Linked DNA regions of Mus musculus: region 1 is linked to region 2. A link is a contact called in public Hi-C data. All regions are on one chromosome and are shown on one strand. Each heading gives the region's core, a stretch centred on a gene start, on an enhancer-like site or on the middle of the called end of the contact. The rest is flanking DNA. Distances are from core to core; before and after follow the strand shown.

Region 1 (3,106 bases), core at 275-2,774, 2.2 Mb before region 2:
TTACCTGGCTGTTGTTAATTGTATCAAACACTTGGGAAATCTCTTTGTTGTGCAATGTTATATATAGACCTATCATTAATATTTACTTTTTATTATAAAAACTCTATTACCAAAAACTGAGAAAGTATAAAAAAAAAAAAACCAAACAACAACATCACCTTAGAGCACTATTGCCAGCCATATGACTTTCTCTATTATACCATGTTGTTATTGTGATCATATACAAAGTGTACTTAAAAACAAACAAAAGAACCGCATGGGGCTCAGTGCTTGCCCTACAAGCATGAGAACCCGAGTTGTGTTCACAGAACTGACACACAGCAGCCAGGCAAAGAGGCACACGTCTCTAATGTCAGTGCTGGGGAGGCAGAGAGAGGCAATCCCTGATGTTTGTTGGCCTGACAGCCTTAGCCTAGGGGCTCCAGGCCAAGGGGAGAGCTTGTCTTAAAGAAGGTCGGCGGCTGTAGTGGCTATTCTTGGTTGTCAGCTGGACTATATCTGGAATGAACTACAATCCAGAATTGGAGGGCTCACTGTGATCCTGATCTCGTGGCTGGGAGATTCAAGTTTCTGACCTGGATCTTGAGGCATAGTGGCTATGAATCCCAGGAGACTAAGACAAGGAGATCTCTGAGTTCAAGGTCATCTGGGACAAAGCAAGTCCCAGCACCAGGCAGGGAGGCCTACACCTTTAATCTGGGCTACACCTTCTGCTGGAGACCTACTTAAGGACATTGGAAGGAGGAAGATTCTTCTTCGTTTGCTTGCCTTGTGGGACTGAGCAACTGCTAGATCCTTGGACTTCCATTCACAGCTGCTGCTGACCATTGTTGGGGAGTTGGGCTACAGACCGTAGGTCATCAACAAATTCCCTTACTATAAGAAACTACCCATAAGTTCTGTGACTCTAGAGGACCCTGACTAATACAGTGGCAGAGGCAGGTGTATCTCTTCATTTTAGGCCTGCCTTGTTTATATAGTGAGTTTTAGACTAGCCTGATATACATAGCTAGTTCTACGTTAGTCAGGACTACTTAGTGAGACCATGTCTTACCCCACACCCACTCCCCAGCAACAAAGCTTGCAGTGGAAGAACTGGAATGTTTTTTGTGGCTCCTGGTAGGAGCTCTCCCCTCTCTGGAACCAAAACTTCTAGGCCAGCAGAACCTAGGGTTGTGGGGACAGGAAGCAAAAATTTTCCTAGAGGGTCACTAGGAGTGATAGTGAGTGGAACTAGTCCCTTTTCCACCCATAGACTCCGCGCCCCCCACCTCCCGCCACGCCACCACGTCGACAAAAGGAGCAAAGTCCTCTGGGAAGTGTAGTTTTAAGGTCTTGAAAGGAATTTCAGCTGTCGACCTAAGCGCTAGGCAGCTGGGGGGGTAAACAGCGAAGAGAGAGCGGTGTCGGGAAGCTCGGGCGTGTTGGTAGTCCCAGACGTGGGTTAAGCGGCTCACCTGAGTCTCCCAACACCAGAACCTTCACCCGATCCAGGGACGCCATCTTGCCACGATTTCCTTGAGGTTGACGCCCGTTCCTGGATTCTCACCAATCAGCGCAGGGCTTGTGGGCAGGGCAAATCATCTCATTGGTCGGTCAGAGCGTGACTGATCGAAAGCTTCGGGGTGCGGATTAGCGGGCGGTTTCCAAACCGGTCGCAGGAATTAGGCGTTCGTCCTTGTCTCGCAAGTGGCGTGGGCTGGCTGAAGCCGGTAGTTGAGGTGCTGAGGGCGGCTGTAGTGGGAGTGTTCGAGCATCCACTTGGGTAAACCTCATTCTCCCGTCCTTGTTCCCGGTTTCTGACCTGGCGTGGCATTTCATGGTTTCTTCTATCCGTCCCCTTCCTTGTCTAGTCCCCTCTCCTCGGCCACCTCTTGCTTTGGTCCTCTTCTTAGTCTTCTAAAGAACCATTGCCCCGGAGCGGCCCATGTGCGACCTCGGGTAGGACGGGCTTGGCGGCGTCGAGTGTGGCCCGGGAAGCCCCTGGGCGCGTCTGAGGGACTGTGGGGTCTCGGGGTCTGGACATGTCTGAACACAGCTGGTGGAGGGCACCTCGGTCCGGAGCTGTCTCCGTCGTAGGACGAAGGAATGGAGAGTTCGTAAAATACAGTAACAGAAAACTGTAGAGGCTCTGTAGGATCCACGTTCTTCTAGAACTTGGGAAGTAGTATTTAAAAATAGTCTAACTAAAAGGGCTTCCTGCACCCACTTTGTGTTTTTTTTTTAAATCCCTTTTCATCCAGCATAGTTTTTTCAAAAATCACAAGTTTAATGTAGTAGCTCCTTGCTTAAAGCAATTACAAGTTAAATTTAAAAAGAAAAAAAAAAGATGGCTTATAGCGCTCATTATTGGGATGCAGGTGTGAAACAAGTGATTTGTGTGGAAGCTGGCAGGATGGATATGCTACAAGAACACGTGCCCAGAGGATGTATTGAAAGTTCAGGTATCTCAGTAGAATATGCTAGGCGCTAGCATTAATGAACAAGAGGCCTTCGAAGTAGAAACTGTACAAATTCTGAGGAAATGCGAGGGAGAGTGTTGGATGCCACTGTTGGGGATTTGAGAAGGCCAGGAAACATTACCCAAAGCCTAACTACAGTAGGAGAAAGGTTTGGGCTTAGCTTTGAGGACTGAGGGTGGATATGAGGATGACTTTGCTAAAAAAGCAGAGTGGTTTGAACTTTTGATTCTCCCAGTTCCACACCAGGGGCACAGTGGTCCTTAAAAGTTTTTACAACTAGAATCTAGGTCTGGACTGGGTAAGGTGACGTTGGGAGATGAGATGCCTGATTACTGTGAAGAGAAGAAGATAAATGAAGACCACTAGCTACCACACCAAGAAGCCTCCACAGACAGAGAAGTTACTTAAGTGTCACCTGCCATAGAGACTAGCTAATATAGGAACATGGTCTGACTTTGGCCATTTACTTCCAATCTGCAAGAGGAGTAGGCAGTTGGGATTTATAGGCACCCAAGATTTTTAAATGTCGACAACCAATTCATAAAGTTGTTGAAAACGTTCTGTATGGGCTGTCAGTTTTAGAACTTGATTTAAGGAGCTTTAAGAAGCCCAGAGATTGAATACTCTTGATTTATCTTAATTGG
Region 2 (3,125 bases), core at 448-2,947:
AATACATTTCTGCTGGAACTTTATCTCAGAGTGGAATGCCCTGTTAAGTCATACTAAGAATTACCAAATACATAATTAGTTCAGATCTCCCCTCTGAGCCCTAGGCATACTTATCCCCAACTGCCTCTTGACATTCCCATTTATAGGTCTTCAAATTTAACATAGCCCACATGTTTGCTACACTTTGAGAATCCTAATGGCTTCTTAACCCATCTAGTTACCTAAGGCACCATGTTTAATAGTCTCCTTTATTTTGACCTGCTCCAGAAAATCAGTCCATTAAGACCCATGAACTCCACCTATGATTTATTAATATCTTGAAATTGTCCATCTCTTTCTGCCTCTACTGCCATTATCTTTGTTTAAGCCACCATCATTTGTGGCCTTGACCAATACAACTGCCTCCAAACTGGCCCATCAGTAACCCTTCTTGCTCCCTATCCATCCATCTCCATAAACAGCAAAATGAGCTTTAAAATATGTAAATCAGATCCTACTTAAGAATCTTTATTAGCTCTGTGAATTGATCTTAGGGTGTGTTGCTGAAGTCTGAACTGTATAAAGTAGCCAAAGAGAGTTAGACCTTGCCTCATCTCAGCCTAAACTTCTTGCCCCTACATACTTTCTGCTTTAGGCTTTTTATTGATGAAATTAACCATAGTGACCAAAGGCAACTGGGTGTGGAAAGGATTTATTTCATCTACGAAAAGAAGTGAGGGCAGGAGCTCAAGGCAGGGATCTGGACAGGAAGTGAGGCAGAAGTCATGGAGGAGTGCTGCTTACTAGCTTGCTCCCCATTGCTTGCTCAGCCTACTTTCTGGTACAACATAGAACTACCTGCACTGGGGTGAAGACCGCCCACATTGGGCGGGGCTCTCCTGTATCATCGTCAATCAAGGCAATATCCTACACACTTGCCCACTAGGCTAATTTTACAGAGGGTTTATCAAGATTCCTTCTTCTAGCTATGTGAAGGTTTCTGTCGAGTTGACAGAAACCAACCATCACGACTTCCTAGTACAGTTAAATGCTCACAAATCATGTTTCCAGGGTCTAGAACATTTTTAAGGGTCCCTTAATATACCTTGACCTTAAAAGGTACGTAATCATGGAGCTCTTCCCCGACAGTCCACAACTCATTCATCAATGTACCTATTAGTTTTTCTTCACAGTACCAGTCAAATGTACATTTCTGTAACAATTTACCTTAATGCCTTTTATTCCTATTACACCTTAAAAGGAGTGCTGTGGACATTCCTGTAAAACATGCTTAAGATGCTGCCGACCATTTAATTGACATTCAGCATATCCTTGTTTAATAATACTTAACCTCGTGAAGGCTGGGAGGAGCTACTGAGGCTTTTCTCTCTGTTTTGCTAAGTTTCTTTGTGTAGTGCCTGATGGAAGAAGATCCTTTCCCTGTTCACCAGAGAGAGCTTTTCCTCTGTCCCGAGTGGCGCACGAGAGACAAACTGCTTCCCGACACAAAGCAGCAGGTGAAGGAGATTAGCCTTATTTCCGAAGGACAGCATAATTCTCTTCTTAGAAGAGAAGGCAATCTCCTGGCGCAGGTGCAGGAAAACCTGCCAATCTCCGCCGGAGGAGGCGGGGATAGGGCGGGCCTCGGAAAGGGGCGGGTCTTTGGATGCTTCCCACGGCGTCCGATAGGCCCGTGCGAGCTCCGCCGGCGCCAGCCACGTTGGACGCGGGCATCCCCGCTGGAAGGCCACTCCCGGCCCCACAATGCACTGCGTGGCACGTCACTCCGAGCCGCGGGTCCCGGAGCGACAGGTATGGCCCGGCCCCTCTTTTCAGCTTCCTCTGGGTCTCCCGGAGCTCTGGCCGGCTGCTCGCGCCGCTCTCTCGGAGTTCCACCTCGGCTTGACCGGTAGTTGTCCGAGCCGGAGCTTGGTGGCGGTGGCCTCAGAGCTTAGGAGGACGGGCGTGCAGGGTCCGAGTCCCTGCGACCTAGGGCTGCGAGCCTCGCGGGCGGCGGTTGCTGTTTAGCAGGCCTGTCCTAGGATGGGCGGCTGGAGTAGGGGCTGCTGACGGGGAGGGACGGCCGTCCCGGGCTGCCAGCGAGCCGTAGTGTTGACTCCCTGGCTCCCGATGTCAGCAGCACACCGACTCACTCGGGCTGGTAGGTGGCCCGAGAGAGCTTGAGGTGGCATTCCTACTTTCTTTTGGGCGGGGTAGCTTGTACCCTGTGATTTGTGAAGTCTGAATGGGCGTTGCAGTTGGACATCTTACTCGTTGGCTCTGGGAAATCCCGTGAGGCCCTGTTTTAAAGGTGCTTTGCGACTCTCTGTGGCAGAAAAGAGACCTGAGAAATTGGCTCCACAAGTGGGGAGTCTCCTGCTGCTTAGCTTCCGGGATCACCATCACCTGGGGGCAGGTGGAACTCTTCAGAACCCGCCCCTCCTGTGCTTAACCCTGGGCAGAGCCTGGGTGTCCCGCCAGGCTACACGTGATAGAATCCCAGCGGATTAGTACAACCACCATTTTTTTAAAAAACGGAATCACATTCCATGTTACTGGTACCCACTCGTTTGCCAGTACCGTGAGAAGTCGGTTTCTTAAACAATACTTAGAACTTCTAGTGTGTAAAGGAAGACTTGAGAGCTGAACCTGACACCCGTAACCAAAAGTTACTAAAGGATCGGCCGTTTCCACTTAAGAAGATCACATCAGTTTAGTACTTGATTTTTAGAGACTGGGTAAAGTTTAAGTATATTTTAGTTTGGTGTATGAAAAGACACTAGCAAAGAGATACTTGCCACCTTCCTCTCCATGTAGTAACGAAGCCTGGGTATGTTTAGAGGCAGTGTCTTATAGAGTTATTAGAGTTAGTAACAACTTATTACTTACTAGGGGTTGAACAAATGACTTAAGCTTTTGGAACCTGTGTTTCTTCCAAAGCAAAGTGAAACAAATACCCAACCTTACCGGTTCCCGGAAGGTTCAAATGAGGTGTATGAAGTGGATCTTAAATTCAATTAAAAAAAAAAGATAGGTAACTCCTATAATATTCTGTCATATTGTACCTCTGGGCACTGTAGGCAGGTCATTATTAGAGCTTGCAGGGTTCGTAGTTGGGTGAAATGGATGGCTGCCTTTCTCCAGTC

What was found. A called contact is a pair of places that touch in the nucleus more often than the background predicts.
Region 1: a Hi-C map of CD8 T cells shows a contact between it and region 2, with 4 times the contacts expected there. The contact joins the promoter of Rabl3 here to the promoter of Sec22a in region 2. A contact is called at or near these places in 2 of 39 promoter capture datasets (liver and pre-B cells), 1 of 484 Hi-C or Micro-C datasets (CD8 T cells) and 2 of 9 other capture datasets (adipose tissue and liver).

Annotation. Positions count from the first base shown.
Region 1 is chr16:37,538,312-37,541,417 of GRCm38.p6, reverse strand. Rabl3 (RAB, member RAS oncogene family-like 3) reads right to left here and starts at 1,524. Exons shown (of 8, transcript NM_001042499.1): 1 at 1,458-1,524. The coding sequence starts at 1,503. Gtf2e1 (general transcription factor II E, polypeptide 1 (alpha subunit)) reads left to right here and starts at 1,629. Exons shown (of 5, transcript NM_028812.4): 1 at 1,629-1,765.
Region 2 is chr16:35,362,490-35,365,614 of GRCm38.p6, reverse strand. It overlaps Sec22a (SEC22 homolog A, vesicle trafficking protein), which reads left to right and starts at 1,697. Exons shown (of 7, transcript NM_133704.4): 1 at 1,697-1,791.